2 separate regions of the Bombyx mori genome follow, and region 1 is linked to region 2. Evidence: chromatin contacts called from public Hi-C data. All regions are on one chromosome and are shown on one strand. Each heading gives the region's core, a stretch centred on a gene start, on an enhancer-like site or on the middle of the called end of the contact. The rest is flanking DNA. Distances are from core to core; before and after follow the strand shown. Region 1 holds the start of LOC101737221. Region 2 overlaps LOC101737221.

Region 1 (6,515 bases), core at 114-2,613, 44 kb before region 2:
GCACCTTGGCCGCCCGAGAGCGCGAAAACAATTGATTCGAAGCGCCCAAGATAGAATATTTTTAACAATAAATGTAAGACTAGGTAAATAAAACAAAGTAGTTTTAATTACAAGCCACATAGGCAAGCGTAAAGGGACGCGCAATGCTTTGAAAATGAAATATCAATAAAGAGGCCTTGCATCAAGACGGTCGAACAACTCTTCTTCTGCTCATGCATAGATTTAAGGAGGAAACTGAATCGATCTCCAGTAATAGCCACTTCAGTACCGAAGGTCGATACTTGACTACTCGATCAGAGATGGCATAAAAACAAATTTATATTATTTTGTTACTTCCACTTAATACTATTGTTTTCATGGTATTAAAACATTATTTTTTTTCGAGATAGAGAAACGTGTATGAGAACGATTTATATGGGTTTCATTCATTTTGTTTGCAATAGCATTAAGACTATTTGCTTAAATTAAAGTTAGTGCCAGCTTTAGTTCAGCTACTCGATTACAGAGGACGTTACAAGATCCAAGCGTCTGCTATTTTGCTACAGTTTTGTTGTTATTTTTTTTTTTTCAATAGGTCACTTAATGAGATACGTAGTGAGACTTTAATATAAGTCGAATTCATTCAAACTGTTTTAATCACATTAAATTTCATCATTTTAGAAGTTAAGGTACTTTGTCGTGAACCAGTTTTATTATAAGAAAAAAAAAACTCGCACAGCTGCTTGTGTGCTCTGAGCATTAAATTTTATAAAATATTAGGAAAATTCTGACATTCAAAAGTAATGATATTAATGAATTTCAATAAAATTCAATTGAAATATATCCTACCTAAACTAGATATCGTACTAAGGTACTTACCTTATATAGGTTTCAGATACAAAATCAAATCAATAAAAGCATAGTTTCATGTGTTTACCTCAATCAACTTTGAAACTGTTTCACATTTACATAGATTCATATCTGCCCTAATATTTGCAAAACTCTAACAAAGGTTTCAAATAAATATATTTAATTAACAATGGACAATACCATTTGCAAATATGAGACACAATAGTGTACATGCTTATATAATTTTCACATCTAACTAATAATACTGTAAAAACAGTATTTTATTAGTAGGCAGACCAGCAGACAGCCCACCTAGTGAGTTACTTTTGTCGCACATGGACGTCAACAATGCCAGGGGCATAGCCCAGTCGCTGCTAAGGAAAATATTTTAATAAAGGTCTAAGTTAGATTTTGCCATTACATAGTTAATAAAAACGATAAAGGAAAAGTTAACATGGGTTATGGGTAGCACTATAAATAGTTTTCGATTGATTTATGATTGACGTAACGGAAAAACAGGAAAAAAGTGTATAAAGATATGGTAACACTAACCAGTGCCATGCCCTCGGCTCAGCGAACAACTGTTTATGTAAACTACGACAATATGTAATATAAACTTTACTTTTATCAAACGTCGTCAAAAGTAATAATAAATATCAATTTAGAGTTGCATTATTCGTGTTGAACGCTAAATATTTCGTAATTGAACACGGAATTTATTCATAATTTGTAGCTCGAAGAATTGTGCAGCTGTGTTGTGTTATGTGCTAGTGAAAAAAAAAAACAACATAAAAATAGTAATTCAGTCGAACATCATGTTCATTTTGTGCGTTTTAATAAATTTTGAGTACAGAATCTAACAAAATCACAGTTTGTTTGTAAGCGTGGATCTTAATAAGCGTGTAATTATCGTTGAGAGATTTCGAAAATATTTAAAATGCGCTCAAAAGTGTCGAAATAATGATATCGCAGCCAAAAAACAGAGTACAAGCCATAAAGAGTAAATTCGAGAACTTAGGAAACGAGAACAAACCGCTCTTGATAAAACACACAACCACACAGTTGTGTAAACAGAAAAATAGCGGAGTGAACATTGAAGAAAAACACGATCAAGCTATTGTAAACCATGAGAAGAACGTAGGATTTGACTCATCAATCGGCGACCACGAACCTAGGCCAAATACCAGCTATTTATATAGCAGAGCTGATCTGAAGGCCATTAACAGTGACAATAAAACCTGTTTATCACGTCAAACCAGTGACCCAGGAAAAAAGTTGCACAGGAGTCATGCTTTTAGATGTGATAGAAATCAAATAGCACCTAAAAGGCACGGTAGCTGTAACGGTAGGTCGGAAACAGCAAACTTTACAATGATATCAAATCAGAAGTTGAGTAAAGAAAGACTTAAAATATTAGGTAATTTTTTAGAGGAACAAATGAAGAAGGAGAATTTCACGCCACAAGGTTGCACTGAGGATGTGGCGAACACGAATTCAGTGCCGGATAGCCAAGTGCCACAGTCCATTTTAGACCAATATGCTAAAGTCAACAAAGTGAAGAAAAAAGATGAAAAACAAGATTCCACAACTGATAGTGGAGTGAGCTCTGAGACTGAGAATCTGGATGATGAGAAGGGACGTATAAAGAAACTAATGACACAATTTGAGAAAAAATCTGAAGTAACACCAAATTTAGAATCTATGGATCAATTGTCAGCTTCCAGTGAGACCATGAAGCTGGAGCGCAAGAATCCGCATCTAAAACTAACGGACACATTAAAGAAGGCATTAAAACAACCATTACCAGCTGGTCCTCCACCGAAAAAACCACCAAGAGTCTTTGCTACCATAACTGAAAACGTGGAAACACCTAAGAAAGACCCAAAAAAGATGCTCGAAAAACTGGAACAGGTATATGAGCAACGAAAAGCTGATCAGAGCAAAAATATCAAAACAGCAAGTCCAAAAAAACCCAGAGAAGTACACTATCTGTGCACCGAAATCCTAGACATAGCACAGAGGACTCTACCACCGATTCATCCATCAGATCCTCTGTCCAGATGCTTCAAGTCCTTAAATTGTTCATTCACAAACTCAACATCAAGTCTTCCATACACCCGCTTAAGCACACACAACGAATTTGACCCTTGCAATTGTAATTCTAACAACGAATTATCAACGTTCCTGACTGAGAAATGTTCGAAATGTCAATCAAATGACAACACTGACAGCTTTAAATGTCATCTGAAATGTGAATGCTCAGATAAAAAGTCTGAATTCTTCGTTGATAAGGAGCATGTGTATAACGAACCATACAATGGGGATACAAGAACGGAATGCGAGAGAAGGAGTCATTACGGGACTCTTAATACTTTGAAGACCTCTAGCCGAAGCTTGGAAGAGCTACGACCGATTAAGAAGGAAGAGGTGAGTCCTAAATGCATATAAATTTCAGAAAAAAAATTAGTGTGTTCAATACTGTTTTTTTTTTATATAAAATAAAATTGACTCCAACCCCTTAGGCATTGATTTTGCCAATGTCACAGTATACACAAAAATGACAGGTTCTTAGAGAAAAAAATACAAATAAATTTGATCAGTTTTTCCAACAGTGCAAACAAATATGTTAGACTAACTACTTTAAAGATAAATATTATTAGTAGATAAGAATTTACATAGAATATTTACATGTTTAGAATAAACCAAAGTTAATAGAGAATTAATATCAATAGGAGATGTCTTCAGGAAGGATATCATAAAGATGGGACACAATATTGGGACAGTTAAAGAAATTCAGAACACCTGTGTCTAAACCAAACCACAAGATAAATTACGAAATTTCATAACTGATCAATTGAGTCGACTATTATCAAAGCCGGCAATGTGACTTCTGGACAATTATTGGTAAATCAGAAAAACGAATTATTGACTTTGTATTCCATTGGCAGTCACAAAACTCTTCTGAACGACATCTTAGATAAATAACAGGTTAAGTATTAACCTTTATTTAATGCAGGTTTTGAACCGTATTCTTTGAAGGAGACGATTATATTCAAATCAATCTGTATTGACATATCAATAACATTTTTTTGTCCAAATGCACAGATTGCCACCTTTGATAATAGACGACTCAATTATGATCTTAATTTATTAAGTGGAATTGATAAATAAGTGACACTTTTATCTCTTAGTATTTTTTAAGTATGGTCCTCCTTATGGAAGCAGTCTGGGTCGGTACTGCCAAGGTATTTAGCATGTTGATAAACCACGATGATTACCAGTAAAACTGTCATGGTGCTTACTGAAGCCTGTAGATGCATGATAGTATTTAGGGCCTCTATTTTCTTTGTCAATACCTCTGTGCGTATTGAGTATATACAACAGCAGCAAATGCATATTGATGTTGTTAGAGGTTACATTTACATTAGCAAGTGGCATTATGAGAAGATTTCCTGTTTAATTATTAACCGACTTCAAAAAAGGAGGAGATTCTTAATTCGACTGTATTTTTTTATCTCATAGCTTTTGACTGGGATAATCGATTTTTATGATTTTTTTTTATTAGAAAGCTGGCGCTTCCCGCGTAGTCCCATTTTAATTTAGTCCAGTTCTGATAATGGTATCCATGAGAAAACCATATAAGTCTTAAATTTGCATTAAGTACGTGCACGACAAATAGATGAATAACTCAACATCACGCCAACCGATTTCGATTATTATTGTTTTAGTGTATATTAATTTGTTTTGGCATATCTTTTTTTTTCTATGTGATGTCGGTTTTTGTTAAAGCATGTCTATTTACAATTATTAGACTATTTATTATAAATAATGCTAATATTTTCTGGTCAGTATTGAGGAAAAAACAGTCTGTAAAGAATAAAATAGACCAAATATTTTATTATAAATTTATTTTTATTTAATTCCGAGCATTTTCATATTTATTTACCTTCTAAACCTTCTCTGGAATTCCACAAATAATTCAAAACCAAATCGGTCCAGCCGTTCTCGAGTTTTAGCGAGACTAACGAACCGCAATTCATTTTTATATATATAGAATATATATTATAGATAGATTAGTGTCTAGCATAAATTAGTCTATAAATATAAAAGTAACATTTACGTTGCCTCATCGCTCGGTCTTAAGTTTGATAAACATTCGCTTCTTGTCTTTTATTTTTTTTAATTTACATACTCACTTATATATTGTGAAACTCAATTGGCATTCTTCACAAATAAATAAACTCATTGACGAATTTTAAGTATAGACTGACTCGGTGGTACTGTAGTTAAAGGTCCTGACTGAGCTTATATTTGCTTCGCACAAGTATTGCAGGGCTGAAAGCCGATTTTATGAAAACAAAGTTATTTAGAGACTAAAATGTAGTTCATTGTTTTATATATACATAAACATATATAAGACTTCGACAAAGCGGCACGACACAAGAACCCTCTCATCGTGGCCGCCGGTAACTTCATTCCCGATCCTGCGGACAGAATGGAAAGCAGTCGACGTCGCCCAAAACAGGTCATTTCGGATCCTCCCGATCCACTAACGGTGCTTTTAGGTTCCTTAAGCACCGGTCATCGTTCTCGTCGAACCCGTCACTTGCGACGAAGGGCTCGACGAGTAAATTAACCCACAGACACAGCCCACTGACTTTCTCGCTGGATCTTCTTAGTGGGTCGCGTTTCCGATCCGGTGGTAAATTCTGCGAAGCACGGCTTTTGCTAGGGTTCGGGTTAGCATCGTCGTCAGGTTTGAGCCCCGTGAGCTCACCTACTAGCTAGGTTACGCTTAAATAGCCTCTCAAGGCTATCAGCTTAGGTAGAAAAAAAAAACAAGAAAATCGGTGTAGTTACGCGGGCGTGAGCTTTGTTCGTATTAATTTTGTTTTAAAATAACGGTTAGAATTATTTTATTAACCGACTTCAAATAAGAAAGTCCTCAATTCGTTCTTTCTTAGGTCTTTGAATTTTTTTCCAGGCGAACCGATTCTGATAATCCTTTATTATTTGACTGCGTCGGTGGTGCAATAGTTATCGCCCCGGACTGTTGCGCCAAGGGTCGTGGGATCGATTCCAGCATCGAGCAAACATTCGTGTGATTAATAGGTTTGTTTGCTCGTTGTCTGGGTGTTTATTATATATGTATTTAAACGTATATAAGTGTGTATGTCAGTCTCTGGTACCCATAACACAGGAAATCCCAATTAGGGGCGAATGACCGCGCGTGATCTGTTCCCTGTTATTTATTATTATTATTTACATCGTCTGGCCACGTATTTCTGACTGCCCTCTCCAGGCCAAGTGGTGAATATAGAAATAATGATAAGTTTATCAGTCATAGCACCGGTTTAAGGGCAATGCCCCTATATCGACTGAAATGCAATTTTCAATACGCCACTTCAGAATCGTTAGCACCAATTTTAAATTGGTATAGCCCTATTAAATTTGTTTTTTTTATTGCCCGTGTAGGCAGATGAGCATGCAGCCCACCTGATGGTGAGTGGTTACCGTCGCCCATGGACATCAGAAATGTCAGGGGCAGAGCCAATCCGGTGCCTACCGTTTAATACTCTCCATAAGCCTCGTATATATCAAACATACTTTTTTAATGTCCCTGGGCAGGGGACCGGGACACCTGGTGTCCAGTCATAACAACGGCGGTCTCAGCCTTCAAAATGAGA
Region 2 (6,996 bases), core at 2,477-4,976:
TAAAAGATAAGACGCCCGGTGCACTAGTATCGAGTGATGCAACTGGGTCGGTGTTCGAATCCCGCGGGTAGGTACCGATTTTGTTAAAATAGTTACGTACACAAATTCACGTATGAGTTCCGCTATGAAGGAACGACTTCGTGTACTAAAATTTCAAGTCCAGTCACAATTTAATACCAGTTAGGCCGTAACATTCACTAGTCTAAGATGAAAAAAAATCTCCGCTTTGAGGGTATTTTAAAATGGATGTCCGAAAGAAAGTGCAGTATATTTACTGGTGGATTCAATAGGATTTATGTGCATCCGCACCGTAGATACCGTCCTACCTAACTGCCGCGTGGCAAGCTTGGCACCAGTTTGTAAGAGGCAGCCATTATACAATAGGGCCAAGACTTTGACCTCAAGTTTCAAGATAGGTGGCCCCACTCGGCCGCTTTGTTTGTGTTGTATCTCATTTTCTGCTTCTCTGGCTATCCTGCCGCCCTCGACACTAATAGCCAAGATAAATGAACTGATCAACAAAATCCAAGTCTTGAAATTGGAAATTATATTAAAGGAAAAAAAACTGTGGTATCTAGTAAGAATTTCTCGAGCCGTCCATCACTGACCTACAGACGTCCACAGCTAGACTTAGGTCTGCCCCAAGGTTCGTCACAAAGACTTGAGTCGTTCCAAGCTGGTGGAATGCCACGTCCTCCAACAGGTCGTCAGTAGCATCTTTTGAACCTGCGCGTACCAGCACTTCTTTCACTTCTTTTGAAACGTCTCTCTTGTCCTTTGACCAGACCAACCTATTTATTACAGAATCTGTCAAAATAACCAGGAACCTAACAGAGAAACGCAAGAACTACGTCCGCAGGGTCTCCAGTCGGGTAGCGTATCTCGATAAGAAGCCGATAACCCAGAAATACCGTCACCAAACGTCGGTCTGCTCCTACAAGCCGGACGCACCCGAGAACCAGTACTCGACGTTTAGATCCTGGAAGAGCTTCAGGGCGTCGCAGACGAACCTACCGAAACTAAGAATGGATTCGTTGGATTCGAAATGCAATCTCACCGACTCCTGCGGGAATCTGTTGACTGGAGACCTCGACGGGTTGAGTATCGATGAAAAGGCCGGGTGCTTAGATATTGAGCTGCCTTTCGAGCCAAGGGAGAAGGGACTGTTTAATGTGTGCCTTCTGGTCGGCATGAACTACATGACCGGCCAGGCGTACGTGAAGAGCGTCTTCCCGAAGCAGGTCAGTGGCTAAAGTGGCTTATTTGTCATTTACAGGGTTTTCGCTTTAGGAAATTGTCCAATCGATAGAACTATCTACTGTGTGATGTCGTATAATAAGGACCGGCTCATATTTTTTTATTGTTTTTGTGGGTGGACGTGCTTACCTGGTGTTAAGCGATTACCGAAACCCATAGGCATTTACAAAGTAAATGCCGCCACCCACCTTGAGATATGAGTTCTAGTAAAGTCTCAGTATAGTTACAACGACTACCCTTCACACCGAAACGCATTACTGCTTCGCGGCAGAAACAGGCGGGGTGGTGGTACCTACCCGTGCGGACACACAAGATGTCACCACCAGTATACCTTCCTGTGGTTGTTGGAAACGGCAAGTTGGGAATTTATCGGAGAATGGTTCATAGCATTCTCTTTGAGTATTATACTCTCTTGGATATGTGTTCATCAAAAAGCAATTACTGATGATGTGTTCCATTTGTGAGTCCATATGGGTCCTGATGATTACCGCTACAAGAAGTCGTATTGACAGCTTCCAATATACCCGACTATGACCTCGCGTCTCAAGGTCTGGACGACATTCGGGCCATGCTGTCCGTGGACCCCTGTGACCAGTTACTCATTAATTCCAGGTGCAAGTGCCGCCGCACATCGAGAACCTGATATTCCCCGAAACGTTGAGCACTGATTCGAAGAGCGAGTGGTCGGCCAACGCGACAGACACTCAGTGCTACTCATTGGTGCTCACCGACGAGAGAGGCGAGAGATCTTACGGGTGAGTCTGAACTTCTTAATGTCTCAAAACAGCCTAGCTTATTAAGATTTATTATATAGATTAAAAGCTCCTTATTAGCGCTTTCTTCATTCTATTAGGCGTATATTTATTTATTGTACGTATATATTTTTTTATTTTTTTTATTGCCCTTGTGGGCAGACCAGCATACGGCCCACCTGATGGAGAGTGGTTACCGTCGCCCATGGACTTCAGCAATGCCAGGGGCAGAGGCAAGACGCTGCCTACCTACTAATAATGTATTATTAATAGTGCACCGCAACATACCTGTTATATCTTTATCTTTTCCAGAATTTCTGTTAATTAAACGGTTGTCTGAAAGAGATCGCTTTTAGCGATAAGACCGCCTATTGTATATTTGTGTCTGCTTGTTGACCATTTCTAAGTTGAAGTTTAATTAAAAACATCGAACTTTTTTTTTATTGCTTAGATGGGTAGACGAGCTTACAGCCCACCTGATATTAAGCGGTTACCGGATAGACATCTACAAGGTTAATGTGCCACCCACCTTGAGATATAAGTTCTAAGGTCTCAGTATAGTTACACAACCGCTGATGCTGATACCAAAATAAAATGGACCTTTACAATTACAATGATTAAACCAAATAGCCTTTCCTCCCACGATATAGAATGCTTGTGGTTTGCAGATACTGCCGAAGAGTTCTCCCCGAAGGTGGAACCAGCTGCCTCCCCCTGTGCTATTGCCTGATCGGGAAATACAGAGCACCTGGGTTTTATTATAAGGTACGTTTAATAGTCCTATTCAAACAATAGTTTAATGTTAACAAGGACTGAATGAAACAGATAAACTTGATGTTCAGTCGAAATTCGACTATAATTGATTGAAAATTTATGCTTAAACATTATTACGGTTCTATTGTCAAAGACTATTATACTTCTGTAATATAATCACAGATGTCGCCATAACTACACCATAGACAAATAATATTAAAAACAAACAATATTCAATCTATTCTCAATTTGACCGCAGACTTTAAACAATAAATAAAAGCATGACAATAAACATAGTTTTTTTTTGCAAAAATTTTTTTTTGTCTTAAAGTATCGCAGCTTCAGGACCCTGGTAGTGCTTGTAATGTTTTTTTATATTGATTTAATGTTCTTTTTTATGCATAATTTAAAAAAATATAGTATTTTACTCTCCTTCTCTATATTCTCTAAAAGTGTGGGAAATTTCAGTCTCCTCCGTCCGCACTATTTTCGTAAAAATGGGTACAAAGTTTTTGCTTCATGTATTAATATTGTAAGAGTAACGCCATCTATCGTCGAATAGCCGAACGAATATTGAAGGATCTAGTAACTTAACGCGTCCAGTCAAGTGCTCACCGAAGACCAAACTTCGAGATATCATGTCGATATGTCCCGCCCTTTATTAGCCTAAGATCTGACGTATGACAATACTAACCTTCGGTTATCGACAGGTCCTCAAAGAAATCGAATCTCACCACGGCAGCTGCGAGACGAACATCAACTTCGTGCTGCAGAAGCTGTTCGAGATGGACTTCCCGGAGCCCGGCCAGGGCGTCCCGGTGCCGCACAGGCCCAGGACCGTGCCGGACTACAGACAGTGCAAAAGTGAACTCACATGTGAAAGTGCTAACGGTGCAAGTGTAAACAGTGCAAGTGACAGTGCAAAGTGCAACGACTATGATGTGCCGGAGTACTCTGACCTGCAGAACAACAACGGACCGAAGGAAGTCCTGCTGGACCTCTGCAGTCCGGGGTGAGTCTTATCATAGCAAGTCTTCGCGTACTGCTGTAGAGTGATACTAGCTTCAGTGTGCTTAGTGCGAGTTACTTAACGTTAAATTAGTATGGAATAGGAACGTTTTCCTGCGTTTGCCGCTAGGGGCGCTGTTCGAACTGTATACGAATTTGAGTTAACTTTTACGCGATCGAAAACGTTAAAAAACTCGAATTAAGCACACAGGTGCTGATGTTAGTTCTTTTTTTTTTATTGCTTAGATGTGTGGACGAGCTCACAGCGCACCTAGTGTTAAGTGGTTACTGGAGCCCATAGACATCTACAACGTAAATGCGCCACACACCTTGATATATAAGTTCTAAGGTCTCAAGTACAATTACAACGGCTGCCCCACCCTACAAACCGAAACGCATTACTGTTTCACGGCGGAAATAGGCAGGGTGGTGGTACCTGCCTGCGCGGACTCACAAGAGGTTCTACCACCAGTAATTACGTAAATTATACTTTTGCGGGTTTGATTTTTATTACACGTTATGTTATTCCTTCACCGTGGAAGTCAGTCGTGAACATTTATTGATTACGTATTTCATTAGAAAAATTGGTACCCGCCTGCGGGATTCGAACACCGGTGCATCGCTCAACACGAATGCACCGGACGTCTTATCCTTTAGGCCACGACGACTTCAAATATCGAGCTGCTCCACTCGGACTGGACGAGACCTGGTGCTTGCTCCTGCTCGCTGCCCCAGAAGCAGTAGAAAAGACATGAGCTCATTTATAAATCACAATAATTATTCCACTACAGCTCTAAGGTTATCAAGCGGCCGATAGTACCTCGGGTGGACGAGGATTGCCTCTCTAAGATGCTGGACCTGCTCGGCTCCGGGCTGGCGATCAAGGTGTTCGGCTCCCTGCTCCTGGAACGAAAGGTCATCATAGTCGGGGATAAACTAAGGTAATGACCGTCTCTACGCGTCTCTGAGGGCAGTATGACTTTACACAGACTTCTTTAATATGAATCAAAAGACCGACCAAACTTCAACATTGGGCAGCGTCTTGGCTTTGCCCCTGTCATTGCTGACGTCCACGGGCGACGGTAACCACTTACCATCAGATGAGCCGTATACTTGCCTGCTGAAAAATAATCGTAATGTAATTTGAGGCCAGATTAAACGATGAACTTAGAACTGCTCAATTTTATTGAGTCTTTTTGCTTCAATTAGAGCCGGGGCTCCCAAACTTATTTTGTCTACTGCTGCCCACTTTGAGAATTATTATTTTTTAGCGCGCCCATTTTTTTAACTACTTAAAAGCCACTATAGCGAGAGCTCAGTCGGTGTCTAAGAATCCTCCTAGATGAAATTACAAATCGCCTCCCAAGCCTCTACACAACACCCCGTTTTTTCTGGGTCTCTTACCGCCCCCCTTTAGGTCTGCAGCGCCCACAAGGGGGCGTTATCGCCCACTTTGAGAAAGGCTACATTAGAGATTCTTTATGACCGTGTCACTTTGAGAAGGCGGCACGACATGAGAACCCTCTTGTCGTGGCCGCTGGGAATTACATACCCGATCCTGTGGACCGAATGGTAAACAGTCGACGTCGCCCTAAACACGTCATTACGGATCCTCCCGATCCATTAACGATGCTTTTAGGTACCTCAAGCACCTGTCACCGTCCTCGCCGAACCCGTCGCTGGCGACAAAGGGCTCGAGTGAATTAACCCACAGACAGCCCACTGAGTATTTCGCCGGATCTACTCAGTGGGTCGCCTTTCCGATCCGGTGGTAGATTCTGCGAAGCACTGCTCTTTCTAGGTTTCATGTTAGCAACGTCGTCATGTTTGAGCCCCGTGAGCTCACCTACACGTCAATTAGCTGATATAGCCTCTCAAGGCTATCAGCTTAGGAAGGGACGTGTACAGTCTCGCTTTCAAAGGGCCTGAGATTAGGTCTTTTGTCTGTTGTCTCGAGTAACCAGTACCTTCGTTGCGCAGCGACATCTCGAGCTGCCTGGAGGCCCTGCAGCTGTCTCTGTACCCGATGGTTTGGCAGCAGCCCCTGATATCGACGGTCCCGGGGGAGATCCAGCACGAGGCCATGGACGCCCCGCTGCCGATGCTGGCCGGGATGCTGAAAACCCAGGACTTGGACACCAGCGGCGTTGGTTTCGAAGAGGTACGCTGTTCTTCTTTTTGGGGAAGTCTATGTAGTTGGTGTTAAGTGGTTACCGGAGCCCATAGAAATGTACAACGTAAATGCGCCATCCACCTTGAGATATAAGTTCTAAGGTCTCAGTATAGTTACAATGGCTGCCCCACCCTTCGAACCGAAACGCATTACTGCTTCACGGTAGAAATAGGCGGGGTGGTGGTATCTACCATTAAGAATGAATATACTCTGCTCCAGTGGGGGAAGGTAATGTGGTATCAATATTGAAGCTATGCTCTGTCTCTTTCCTGCAAAAGGAGTGTTCCTTTAAATGTGCGTTTTGACGTCATAGCTCTCTCTGTCTGACGCGCATAACATTAGCTTTGATGTTTGTTAAATTTGAATCGAGCGAATCTCACTCAAGTGCAATGCTGATTCCAGGGTATGCTGATAGACCTGACGCATCCGTCCAAATTGAGGTTCTACCAGGGCGACGAGTCCACGATCCTGCCTACGTCGAGCTACAAGACCCTGAAGACCTCCTTACAGATGGAGTCCACCAAAAACAAGGTATTACTAGTTTTGTATTTTGAGAATTCTCCCAAAGAAAAAAAAGAAAATATGATCTTATTTTAAAATATTATCTTTATCGGCTGTTTGGCTTATGATTCCGTTGCCCGTTCCAAATAGACAAAACAGACGAAACATGATATTTTTGTCTCGCCTACCACTTACTGCAGGGGTCACCGGCATGGATCTCCAAATTTTTTTTTATTACTTATGAGTCGACTATTATTAAAGGCGGCAATCTGACTTTTGGACAATGATTGGTAAATCAGAAAAACGAATTATTGACTTTGTATTCCATCGGCAGTCACAAAACTCTTCGGAACGACATCTTAGATAAATAACAGGTTAACTATTAACCTTTATTTAATGCAGGTTTTGAACCGTATTCTTTGAAGGAGACGATTATATTCAAATAAATCTGTATTAACATATCAATAAAATTTTGTTGTCCAAATGCACAGATTGCCGCCTTTGATAATAGACGACTCATATATGGGTGGACGAGCTCACAGCCCACCTAGT

The links. A called contact is a pair of places that touch in the nucleus more often than the background predicts.
Region 1: a Hi-C map of middle silk gland shows a contact between it and region 2, with 4 times the contacts expected there. The contact joins the promoter of LOC101737221 here to the enhancer-like site in region 2. A contact is called at or near these places in 6 of 7 Hi-C or Micro-C datasets (middle silk gland, midgut, posterior silk gland and 2 more).

What each region holds. Positions count from the first base shown.
Region 1 is chr23:16,470,510-16,477,024 of ASM3026992v2, reverse strand. LOC101737221 reads left to right here and starts at 1,363. Exons shown (of 12, transcript XM_004930689.5): 1 at 1,363-3,255. The coding sequence starts at 1,789.
Region 2 is chr23:16,428,366-16,435,361 of ASM3026992v2, reverse strand. LOC101737221 reads left to right here. Exons shown (of 12, transcript XM_004930689.5): 4 at 805-1,241; 5 at 1,870-2,012; 6 at 2,678-2,774; 7 at 3,473-3,774; 8 at 4,562-4,711; 9 at 5,751-5,931; 10 at 6,346-6,474. Among protein-coding and RNA genes, the nearest start is that of LOC105842300, 22 kb to the right of the region's middle. Within about 2 kb of position 3,726, at least 4 of the 8 cell types and tissues checked have open chromatin away from gene starts, as enhancers often do.